4 separate regions of the Mus musculus genome follow, and regions 1, 2 and 4 are each linked to region 3. A link is a contact called in public promoter capture Hi-C data. All regions are on one chromosome and are shown on one strand. Each heading gives the region's core, a stretch centred on a gene start, on an enhancer-like site or on the middle of the called end of the contact. The rest is flanking DNA. Distances are from core to core; before and after follow the strand shown. Region 1 holds the start of Sun2 (Sad1 and UNC84 domain containing 2). Region 2 holds the start of Tomm22 (translocase of outer mitochondrial membrane 22). Region 3 holds the start of Lgals2 (lectin, galactose-binding, soluble 2). Region 4 overlaps Ift27 (intraflagellar transport 27).

Region 1 (2,700 bases), core at 101-2,600, 890 kb before region 3:
CTTATCTAATAAAAATAAATTAAATAAAATAAAGTTAAAAAAAGAAGAAGGAAAAGGAGAAGAAGAAGAAGATAGTTAGCATAATTGTCCAAAGATACTGTAAGGGTAGACAGCATCTCATTTCCAGATGGGACAATGGAGGTCTAGAAAGGGGATCTGGTTTTATTTGGCAGTGGAACCAATCCAAAATGAGGGTGTGTGTATTTCCTCAGTTTCCTACTGCCTTTGGATACCAGCTTTTTTTTTTTTTTTTTTTTTTCTTTTCGAGACAGGCTTTCTCTGTATAGCCCTGGCTGTCCTGGAACTCACTCTGTAGACCAGGCTGGCCTCAAACTCAGAAATCTGCCTGCCTCTGCCTCCCCAGTGCTGGGATTAAAGGCGTGAACCACCACTGTCTTTCTTGTCCCAGTTCCCCCCACCCCCTTGGCATTTTAAAGTGAAGGACACCGGATCTCATCATCCTTAGAAGATATTGAACAGAAGTGGTTTATCCCCAGTCGCACTCCTTTATCTTCTGGGGGCGGGGTGTGTGTGTGTTTGAGAGAGAGAGAGAGAGAGAGAGAGAGATGGGGTGGTGGTGGGAGGGGACAGGTCCGTGGAGTCAGGAACTCATCCCAGGGGGAGGAAAGTAGGAGAACCGTGTTGCCAGCCCTACCTTCTCTTGCAACCAGCTGTGGATGGAGCCTTCTTTAAAACAGAAAAGCTGCTGTCAAACTTGGGGTTTCTGACTGGACATGGTGGTGCACTCTTATCTCAGCACCTGGGAGGCAGAGGGGTAGGTGGATCTCCGTGACAGTAAAATCCTGTCTTGGAAAAACAAAAACAACAACAAAAATAGGTGGTGCGGGAAGATGGGTATCCTGCCCACCTTGGAATTTAAAATTCAACCTTAAAATTAAATAGTATTAATCTTCTAGACTCAACTTCCCCTCTGGGTGGGTTCTTTATAAGAAACAAAAAAAACTTCCACGGACCTGTTTCCCTCGTCTTTAAAATGGGCAGACACGGCTGACGCTGGTAAGCGTCCAAACCACCCGCGCGGGGCCGCGTCAGGACCCTATCCTGGGGCCAATTTCATGACACCCTGTGTGCTCCCGCACCTAAAGCCTTTAGAGCTCCGGCGCCGCGCGCGCGTGGGCACGGATGCGCGAGGGAACGCTCGGGTCCCACAGCCTGGAGGTCGTACTCGCCCCCGCCTCCCACGCGCGGACTACAGGGCCCACGCGGAGGGCGGGCCGAGCCGGAGCCTTTGTGTTCAAATCAACCAATGGGCGGCGGCAGAGGGCGGGGCGGGCCGGCTGGGCCCGGCCAATGACTTGTGGGCTGTCAGCGTTGATTGACAGGCGCACACATACACACTCGGCCACGCGCGCACCGCCCTGCCCCACTCGCGCAGCGCGGTCCTCTGCCGGCCGCATTGTCCGCTCACCGACCCCGCGCCGTCCCGCGTCTCCGCTCCGCGCGCGTTTCAGCCCCAGCCCCGGGCCCGGCCCGGCCCAGTGCGCGGCGCCGCCCGGGGGACTCCGACGCGGGAAGAACCACGCAAGGTAAAGAAGGGATTGGGCCCGCCTCCCCACGGCCCCGCGCCCGCCTGACCCGGGTCGCCGTCCGGCCAAAGCGCGGGCCTGCGCCTCCCTGTCCGGCCAGGCCGGGCCACTCCAGCCCCTGCGCGACGCACGCCCCGGGACACTCGCGGGCCGGCGCCCTGACGCATCGCGGTCACGGGGAGGGCGCTGTCCCCAGGCGGGACTTCCCCAGCAGCCTCCGGGGAGGAGGGCAGCCAAGACCCAGCCGCCCCAAACCGGACCAGGGCTGTGCCACAGGCCGAGTCCTGGCACTGGAAGTTCTCAGCCTGCGCCACCGCTGCCTGTCACAGTTATGGGGTACGGGGGAGGGCCCTTTTAGCTCAGTTCCAAAACAGCCAAACCCAACCAAAACAAAACAAAGCCAGCGCGCTCCGGGGTGTGACTTAGAGCCAGGACAGAGGGTGAGCGCCTGGAGCACTTTTTTGTGTCCCAGGGGAAATGGAGTGGAAATGTCACGTATAATATTCCCCAGGATAGGGGAATCTTCGGGACCAAGGCTCTGCAGTAGGAAAGTATGTTTTATTTGAGGGTTTTGTAACTAATGGCGGGATGGAGGAGTGTCTATCTCAGCGGCTCCCCACGGTAGACCTTTGTCATCTTGTGTAATCTGGATGGCCGCTGTGGCAAACTATTTTGTGACAACAGGATGAATATGAAAGATAAAGATAAGGTCCACACCGCTCTGGGAGTGCTGGGAGGTGGCACACGGGGCAGTGTTCGGTGCCCCACCTCTCCACCTACTCAGAACGTTTAGATTCTTGCAACAGCGGCGTGGGCACTGTATAAACATGTTACACTCTTTTCCCCCCTGGCAAAGGCTTCATGTGCTACAGCGGGGCAGGGGTTAAGAGGTGGAGCATATGGGCATCTGGAGCTGTCAGGTGGGGGTGGCAGTCATGGGGGGAACTACCTTATAAGGACTGGAATACAACCCAGGACCAAGGCAACTTCCTGCTTTGGCTACTACCACTTGGTCCCTTTACCAACACCAGTCGAAGAGAGTGAGAGATGCCAGATGGGCATCCCACCTGGGAAGATGCCAGTTAGCCCAGACAGGAGGCTACTTGTCTTTCTAGCTGGATGAACCTGACCTTCTGGTTTCTGTGGTCTGGGT
Region 2 (2,700 bases), core at 87-2,586, 820 kb before region 3:
AAAAAAAAAAAAAGACTGTTAAGATACTGCATAGTTCCAGTCGTCGGTCCCTTCTGTCACACATGAGGGGCAGGCAAATTCTACACTGCCAAGTACCTGAAAGTACAGGGACCTGCTCCCACTTGGGGTTAAGTGCCAATCTCCTGGGGCTCTGCGGTTGGCCCACCGCCAAGAAGAACATGTGCTCACCTGCCGTTGCTGCAGTTGCTGCTGTTGCTCCATCTGCAACTTTTCTGTCTCAAAGACAACGGGAAGAACCAGGATCATGAAGGAAGTGGTCCCAATCCACAAAGCTGCCCTGGAAAATCTGCAGAGGGAAAGAGTGGATGAGGCGTCATGAAAAGGAAAGCCGGCACTCCGGCTAGGACCGAACCTGGAACAGGACGTGCAGTACCGCCCTCGATCTTCTAAAAGCGTACCCTACCAATTCCTTGCCCCCAGAGTCCTGGCAGAGGCAAGAGGAGCAGTAATTACCTAGCGATACAGTGCATTCTTATAAGCCTCGTATATACGTAACCTTAGTCTCATAACGACCCCGCCAGGTTAAGAACTCCCTTCTGGGGCTGGTGAGATGGCTCAGTGGGTTAGAGCACCCGACTGCTCTTCCGAAGGTGCAGAGTTCAAATCCCAGCAACCACATGGTGGCTCACAACCATCCGTAACAAGATCTGACCCCCTCTTCTGGAGTGTCTGAAGACAGCTACAATGTACTTACATATAATAAATAAATAAATAAATCTTTAAAAAAAAAAAAAGAACTCCCTTCTGCAGAAGACCAACCACACTCGGGGTATGACAATGAATCCAAGGTCACTCAAACTCTGCTCTGCGACTCCCGAGGCCCGCTGTCCTTTGACAGCACCCGTCACCCGTCCATGCCCGCTCCCGGTGGCTCTCCGTCGGCCCTTTTACCTGTACATCTTCTGAGCCACGAAGAGCGAGAGGTCAAAGGTGGCTCCGGCGGCTGACCGGACCCTCTCGGGAAACATCTCCGTCAGACCCCAGAGTCTCTCCGACAGGGTCTCGTCTAGCTGTGGTGGAGGAGGCGTGGGTCGTCGGTGAAGCGGCAGCAGCACCGCAACCGCCGAGCCCCGGGCCTGGCCCTTCCGTGCCGCGCGGAGAAGCCGCCCTCTCGGCTCGCGGCGTCCACGCCCCAACCGCCCGCCCTCGCCCCGCTCCCCGCCAGCCCTAGCACCTCGTCGTCGTCGTCTTCTTCCAGCTCCTCCTCGGCTTTCTCTGCCTCGGCTTTCGGGAGTAATTCCTCGGGGGACAGAGGCTCCCCAGCGCCGGCTGCAGCGACGGCGGCGGCCATGGCTGTAGGACACCGGAAGCGGAAGAGAGCAGGCGAAGCGGCCCACCCCTGGACAGAGCGTCTTCCGGAAGCGAGCCGGGCTGGCTAGAGAGAAAGCGTTGGCGTCTCCTCCAGCTCGCCCCCTTGGTGTCGCCAGCCTCTTAATTTCAACTGACTGTAAGAGTATGTTCAGGGAGAGATGCGGGTGCTTCTCAGCTATTCTGTGCCGTTGGGTCTGGGCTTGGCTCCGAAACTGCATATTTTAGAGAGATCTGGTTTTTGTTTATTTAATTTTTTTTTTTTTTTTTTTTTGGTTTTTCGAGACAGGGTTTCTCTGTGTAGCCCTGGCTGTCCTGGAACTCACTCTGTAGACCAGGCTGGCCTTGAACTCAGAAATCCGACTGCCTCTGCCTCCCGAGTGCTGGGATTAAAGGCCTGCGCCACCACGCCCGGCTTAATTTTTGAGACCAGGTTTCTCTGTATAGCCCTGGGCTGTCCTGGAACTCTCTGTAGACTCAGAGATCCACTTGCTACTGCCTCCCGAGTACGGGGATTAAAGGCGTGCACCACCACAAGTGAGCAATATGTGTACTTATGGAGGTCAGAGGACACTTGCAGTTGATCCTCTCTGTAACAGGGCCCCAGACCTTAGCACAACTGACTCCGTGTTTTTTGTTGTGTGTGTGTATGTGCGAGTGTGTGCTTAAAAGCTCACTCTGAGAAAGGCTTGCTAGGCTATACTGAGATCCTAAACACTGGCTAATAAAGATTTTCTATGGCTTAAAGCCCATGTCTACTCGGTCTTCTCTGGTGAATATTCACAACACTTTTCTTCCACCACGTGGGGCCTGGGGATCAAATTCACACTCAGCAGCAAGCATTTTTTTGGGTTTTTTTTTCAAGACAGGGTTTCTCTGTGTAGCCCTGGCTGTCCTTTGTAGACCAGACTGGCCTCAAACTCAGAAATCTGCCTGCCGCTGCCTCCCGAGTGCTAGGATTAAAGGCGTGGGCCACCACACCCTGCAGCAGCAAGCATCTTTAAACCACTTATTCATTTCATTCCCCCCCACCCCTGGGCCCACACACACATTAAAAGCACGGTTTCATGTAGCCCAGGCTAGCCTTGAACTCATTTTGTGGATGACCTTGAGTTTCTGATCCTCCTGCCTCCACCTCGAACTAAGGCCACAGGTGTGTCACCACACAGGAATCAAAACCAGGCCTTTATTCTACCAACTGAGCCACAAACATGATCTATTATTATTACTTTTTTTTTTTTTAAGTTCCAGGCTTGGCTGTCCTGGAACTCTCTATGAAAACATTCAACGCACAGAAATTCACCTGCCTCTCCCTCCAAAGTGCTGGGATTAAACTCATGCAACATCGTGCTCGGCTTATACGTAAGTTTA
Region 3 (2,700 bases), core at 4-2,503:
GCCTTGGAGAGCTGGAGTGTTTCACAGCCAGCGACATCTGATTCTGAAGTGCAGATCTGTGAGCCTCAGTGTTCCCAAATGAAGTAGGATAAACAACTGTAGAGACCTGTCTGTGGTACAAACCCACTGGAAGGACGGGCAGCACAGGTTCCCTCCCAGCAGAGGAACTACGTCAGGTTTCTTCCTCTTGACAGTATCTAATTGTGTATATGGACCCCAACTACCACAAAATTCATAGGCATAAAGGGCGAAGGACAGAAACCCCCAGTGTCCCGAACCCTTGGGTTCCCTCCTGCACGTTTGGTCTGTGTCCCAGCAGAACCAAGCTCTTTTGTGCATGGTGCCAGGGATGGAAGCCACAGGGCATGCATCCTGAGGATACAGCACACCACTGAACCACCCAGCCCTCGCAGAATAGTTGACTTTTGGCATCTTCTTCCGCCCGTTTTTAAGCACTTCAGTTATACTTATTTGTGTGTGCACATGTGCCATGGTCCATGTGTGGAGGTCAGAGGGGACACCTTGCAAGAGTTGGTTCTTTCCTTCCATCATGTGAGCTCCGGGAAGCAAACCCCGGTGGTTAGGCTTGGCAGCAGGCACCTTTATCCGTCGAGCCATCTCACTGGCCCTAGATGTGAATCTACCACTTTTGAAGCAAAATGTGTGCAGCCAGATATAGTGTTTCCTGCCTGTAATCCCAGCACTTGGGGCAGAAGTGTGAGAATAGAGAGTCCAAGGCTAACCTGGGCTAAATGGTCAGACTCTGTTTCACAAGAAGAAAAAAAAAGAAACAAATTATATGTATAATCAGAAAAAGCATGGATGAGAGAAGGGAGAAAAAAGTCTTTGAATGACTCACAGACACACTGAAAATTAGAAGCTTGGACATCTTTTAACAGAGCCAGCCTGTCTTTTTGTGGTTGTAGGAGCTGGGCTCAGCAAAGAGGTTGGATGGCCTGCCAAGATCGGGGTGTTTGTGGTTTGTGTGGGGGTGGCACTAGGGCATCCTCCCTTGGGCTTTGTGGAGTACTGACCACGGAGGCTGGTAGGAATTGCCAGAAGCGGGGCCAGAGGGATGCTCACGATCGAGTCAGAGTGAGTGAGGAGCCATCTTCCTGTTTGTTGAGTGAGTGCCTGCATATACAGACCGGGTGATATTAGGAGATAAAGGTCCAAAGTCCTTATTTATGGCCTCGGGGTGGTTAATGTGTAATACTCTGGGATTATAAGCCTGACCAAGAGGGGATACCTTGAGCACAAACCTCTAGGAGCAACTGGGAGAGCTGTGGCCAGGAGCTGTCACCATGTCGGTGAGGATGCTGGCCCTCTGCACCCACTTCCTTCTGCTCATGTGTCTTTGCTAGAGTGTGTGGGTTGGGGGGTTCTGGGGTCCATTGTTTGTTTATTTATTTGTTTGTTTGTTTGTTTTTTCAAGACAAGGTTTCTCTGTGTAGCCCTGGCTGTCCTGGAACTCATTTTTTAGACCAGGCTGGCCTTGAACTCAGAAATCCACCTGCCTCTGCCTCCCAAGTGCCACCACCACCCGGCTTCTGGGGTCCATTATTGCCACCCTTCTCTTTGTGTCAGTTTCTCCCGGAGAACCAAAAAGAAAGCTGGGTTGCCAAGCTGGTGACACATGCCTTTAATCCCAGCACTAGGGAGACAGAGGCAGGAGGATCTCTGAGTTCAAGACCAGCCTGGTCTATAGAGAGTGAGCTCCAGGATAGCCAGAGCTATGTAGAGAGACCCTGTCTCTAAAACTAAAAGAAGAAAACTGGTGGATAATCTCTCAAACCCTTAGCATTGAAGCTGTCTGTCTCTCTGTCACCACCAAGTTCAGGGCCAGAACTTTCCTTTCCCTCTTTGAGGACAGCAACAGTCGTATTAATTATTACTGCCGACCTCTACTGAGTCTCATAAAGATGAGAGTTGTAGGGCAGGGGCTGGGGGAAGGGCCCAGACCAACGATATAGCATGTGCGGTGATTTAGCCAGTGCAAGGCCCTGGGTTGGAACTCCAGCACCAGAAAATATCACGCTTCCAGAGGAACTGCATGGAACAAGCTGAGTGGGTAAAGTGCTTGTCCACCATGCATATAGCCCAGGGTTTGATCTCCAGCACTGCATAAACTGGATGTGACGGCGCAACTGGCAAGCCCAGGATTCAAAGGCCAGAGGCAGGGGGATTTCTGAGTTTGAGGCCAGCCTGGTGTATATAATGAGTTCCAGCTACATACTGAGATCCTGTTGAGAGAGAGAGAGAGAGAGAGAGAGAGAGAGAGAGAGAGAGAGAGAGAGAGAATGGAAGAAAAGGAAGGAAGGAAGGAAGGAAGGAAGGAAAGAGAGAGAGAGAGAGAAAGAAAGAAAAAAGAGAGAAAGAGAAAAGGAAGAAGGGAGGGAGAGAAGTATGGAGGGAGGGAAACTGAGGCTCAAGATGAAACCATAGGTGGCTAATATCTACATATTGCAAGAGTATTGGCACACTCTCGAGAGCCTGTGTTCCGATCTGGCTCCTGTGAAGTTTCTGGTGTGACTTTGGACAAGTTGATGTCCCTCTCTCGGGCAGCTGGTTCTCCCTGATGTGTATGAGATGGGACCACATGACACTCTCTGGGGACTAGATGATAGGTTTATTCCCTAGGACTGTTGGAACAAACCACTTCAAAATAGGGGGCTCCCCACCATAGCGATTTTTCTCATG
Region 4 (2,700 bases), core at 154-2,653, 680 kb after region 3:
AGTGGGCGGTCCTGCCTGCTGTTCTCTTCCTTAGCTGGTTAGCTCTCGAGGAGCTCCTGTGGTGAGCCCCTCTGCTTAGACTTGCTGTATGCTGGCCCTTGTCACTCCCTCACAGTCTTCTGGCCAAATGCTCAAAGCTACCAGCCAGTTCTCATGTAAGATGAGGCAAGCAAGGCCCAGAGCAATGAAGACCCTGATCCACAGGCTACAGCTTCTGGCTAACTAAAAAACCACCTCCAGGCTCTTTTCCCTTAGGAGTATCCAGGGACCACCAGACCCCAATGGAACCACATTCAGATTCCTAATCTCCACACCTCCCTTAAGTGCACATGCGCACGCGCGCGAGGGCACACACACACACACCCTTCCTCTTCCCCTGGCTTTTTCTTTTCACTCCTTGTAGGCTCACATAATCACCGGTCCACACATATAGTCACTCAGCAGATGTTTATTGAGCATCTAATACATTGAGTCACCATGCAAGCTGCAGTCGCCCCACGCCCCCACCAGGAAGAGCCCAGAAGTGCAAGTGTGTGACTCATGGGCCCTTTGTGTACTGTATGAGCCTTTGCTGAGTGCCTCAGACACAGCTGCGGCTTCTTTGGCTTGAGAGGCAGAGAGAGGGAGCACCATTGACAGGCAACTGTGTTTCATTTATTGAACCAACAGCCAGGTGCACCAACACGGCACACACTGGTTCATTAACTCTGGCAACATTCTGTAGTGGGTCCTTCACAAAAGCTGTTGGCCTAACTTACAGATGTAGCAAAGTGGCCACAGAGCACTGAGGCCTTAAGTGGCACAGAGAGAAAGGACAGGATTTGGAGCTGGATTAGAAAGAGGATTGCGTGTGTGTGTGTGTGTGTGTGTGTGTGTGTGTGTGTGTGTGTGTGTGTGTGTGTGTGTGTGTGTGTTGCGGGGGGCTGGGGGAGGTCCAAGGAAGAAAGAGCAAGCACGCCTGTCCAGACTTTCTTTTTCTTTCTTTTTTTCTTTCTTTCTTTCTTTTTTTTTGGGGGGGGGGGGTTCGAGACAGGGTTTCAAACCAGTATAGCCCTGGCTGTCCTGGAACTCACTTTGTAGACCAGGCTGGCCTCGAACTCAGAAATCCACCTGCCTCTGCCTCCCGAGTGCTGGGATTATCTATAAGGGACAGCTGGGGACCGTTGGAGTGGTCACCTAGGAGTTGATGGAAGAGCTACGGATGCATGCTGTGGGAGAATGAGAGGACTCACCGCCGGTCTGTTCTATGACTGCCTCTCTGGTGAGGCTGAGCTGGGCGTGGGAGTCACAGAAAGTTAAAGACAGAATCAGTTTGTGACCGTGAGAGACTGGAGTCAGCCCGAAGGAGCAGAGACATGCAGCGGTGGTGCAGACCCGGAAGGAAGTCACTGAGCTAGGCACAGGCCTCTGGGGAGGGGCGATGCCTGGCGGGGACAGAACTCAGCTCAGTCACACTAGGGCAATGTTACCACGTGCCACACTGCCGCCGCCAGAACCTGTTTCTTCTGGTAGAGGACTCAGCACAGCCCCAGAGCCAAGTGCAAGCCAGTCCATTTCTGTGTTCAGGACAGACGTGAGTCCCGACAACTACGCTCTACATCAGTGACTGTCACATAGAGGCACTGGGGTTAGTCAGGTAGAGGGATCACCACCTCCAGGGCCGGACAGAGAGAAGCCCAAAGAGGGGGCTCCCAGCTCTACAGATGATGTTTGAGCTCCTGGGGCAACCTTGGATTGTGGGGCAAGTGCCCAAAGTGTAGGCTTGAGAGAGAGCCCAGAACCAGAAGGACGGGAGAGGAGACAGCAGGATGGGGAGGAGGTAGTGACCACATCCCCAGCATCCTCGGACAGCGAGGATATCGGGTCCACGGCGGCATGATGAGCAGAAGGAGATAGAGAAATCACTCAGGTCTGTGGTGAGACATGGTGGTGGCTGTGGCCAGTCAAACTACAGAAAAGAGTAGAAGCCCCCACAAGGGCTGAAAACACAGCCAGCTGGGAAGGACCCGGCCTAGGGCAGCAAGGATCAAGGAATGAGAGAAGCCAGGGCTGTGGATGTAGCAGGAGCAGAGCCCTCTCCTCACATGCATGAGCCCCAAACTAAGATGAGGGGGAGGGTCTGAGGCAGAAGAGCCAAGATCAGAGCATGGAGGACAGACCCCAGCAGTATACACCATTGGAAAACTGAAGAGGATGAACACGTGGGGAGGGGGGGGCACAGAGGAGCAGGCAATGGCGACAGAATAGAGCCTTGCAGGGTCCCCACAACTACACGACGGGGGTGGGTTGGGGTGTGGACGGCAGTTGGGGATTGCTGCAGGCTACCACCCCATCTAGAGAGTTCACTAATGAGAGCCCAGGAGTGGCCACCGGACATGGCAGTTAATTACGAGGTCATGAGTAGCCTCCCATGGTGCCTTCCCAAGGCAGTCTGGTCCCCCAGCCCCTGCTGCAGCCCCGGGGAAACCCCCCTGCACCCAGCAACCACGTGGGCTCAGAGGCTCTCGAGGTTTCCCCGGCTCCCTCAGATGCCCTGCTTCTCAGCTGTGCTGTTTGGCTTTCCGCTTGTCATCCTGTTGCTCCTAGAGTGTGTTTATCAGTTCCTCCGCCTCTCCATGCTCAGATCCCTCCTCGCAGCCCACACAGGAGTCCCGCTGCCAGCCTTGGTGACTGGCAGTCAGCAGAAAGATTCACGAAATT

The links. Promoter capture Hi-C pulls out the DNA fragments that hold promoters and counts their contacts.
Region 1: a contact with region 3 is called in a promoter capture Hi-C map of liver, with 4 times the contacts expected there. The contact joins the promoter of Sun2 here to the promoter of Lgals2 in region 3. A contact is called at or near these places in 2 of 39 promoter capture datasets (both in liver).
Region 2: a promoter capture Hi-C map of liver shows a contact between it and region 3, with 2.2 times the contacts expected there. The contact joins the promoter of Tomm22 here to the promoter of Lgals2 in region 3. A contact is called at or near these places in 2 of 39 promoter capture datasets (both in liver) and 1 of 115 datasets of contacts at active chromatin or transcription factors (bone marrow-derived macrophages).
Region 4: a promoter capture Hi-C map of pre-B cells shows a contact between it and region 3, with 2.1 times the contacts expected there. The contact joins the enhancer-like site here to the promoter of Lgals2 in region 3. A contact is called at or near these places in 2 of 39 promoter capture datasets (hippocampal neurons and pre-B cells), 1 of 115 datasets of contacts at active chromatin or transcription factors (extraembryonic endoderm stem cells) and 1 of 9 other capture datasets (liver).

The regions. Positions count from the first base shown.
Region 1 is chr15:79,741,186-79,743,885 of GRCm38.p6, reverse strand. Sun2 (Sad1 and UNC84 domain containing 2) reads left to right here and starts at 1,350. Exons shown (of 18, transcript NM_001205345.1): 1 at 1,350-1,547. Gm16576 (predicted gene 16576) reads right to left here and starts at 1,188. Exons shown (of 4, transcript NR_045069.1): 1 at 975-1,188; 2 at 656-803.
Region 2 is chr15:79,669,504-79,672,203 of GRCm38.p6, reverse strand. It overlaps Tomm22 (translocase of outer mitochondrial membrane 22), which reads right to left and starts at 1,336. Exons shown (of 4, transcript NM_172609.3): 1 at 1,196-1,336; 2 at 913-1,031; 3 at 190-307. The coding sequence starts at 1,312.
Region 3 is chr15:78,854,082-78,856,781 of GRCm38.p6, reverse strand. Lgals2 (lectin, galactose-binding, soluble 2) reads left to right here and starts at 1,253. Exons shown (of 4, transcript NM_025622.3): 1 at 1,253-1,310. The coding sequence starts at 1,305.
Region 4 is chr15:78,169,639-78,172,338 of GRCm38.p6, reverse strand. The region is part of intron 1 of Ift27 (intraflagellar transport 27); the gene reads left to right. Among named protein-coding and RNA genes, the nearest start is that of Ift27, 3.1 kb to the left of the region's middle. Within about 2 kb of position 1,403, at least 29 of the 459 cell types and tissues checked have an H3K27ac peak or open chromatin away from gene starts, as enhancers often do. A contact at or near this core is called in pre-B cells, where this site is marked.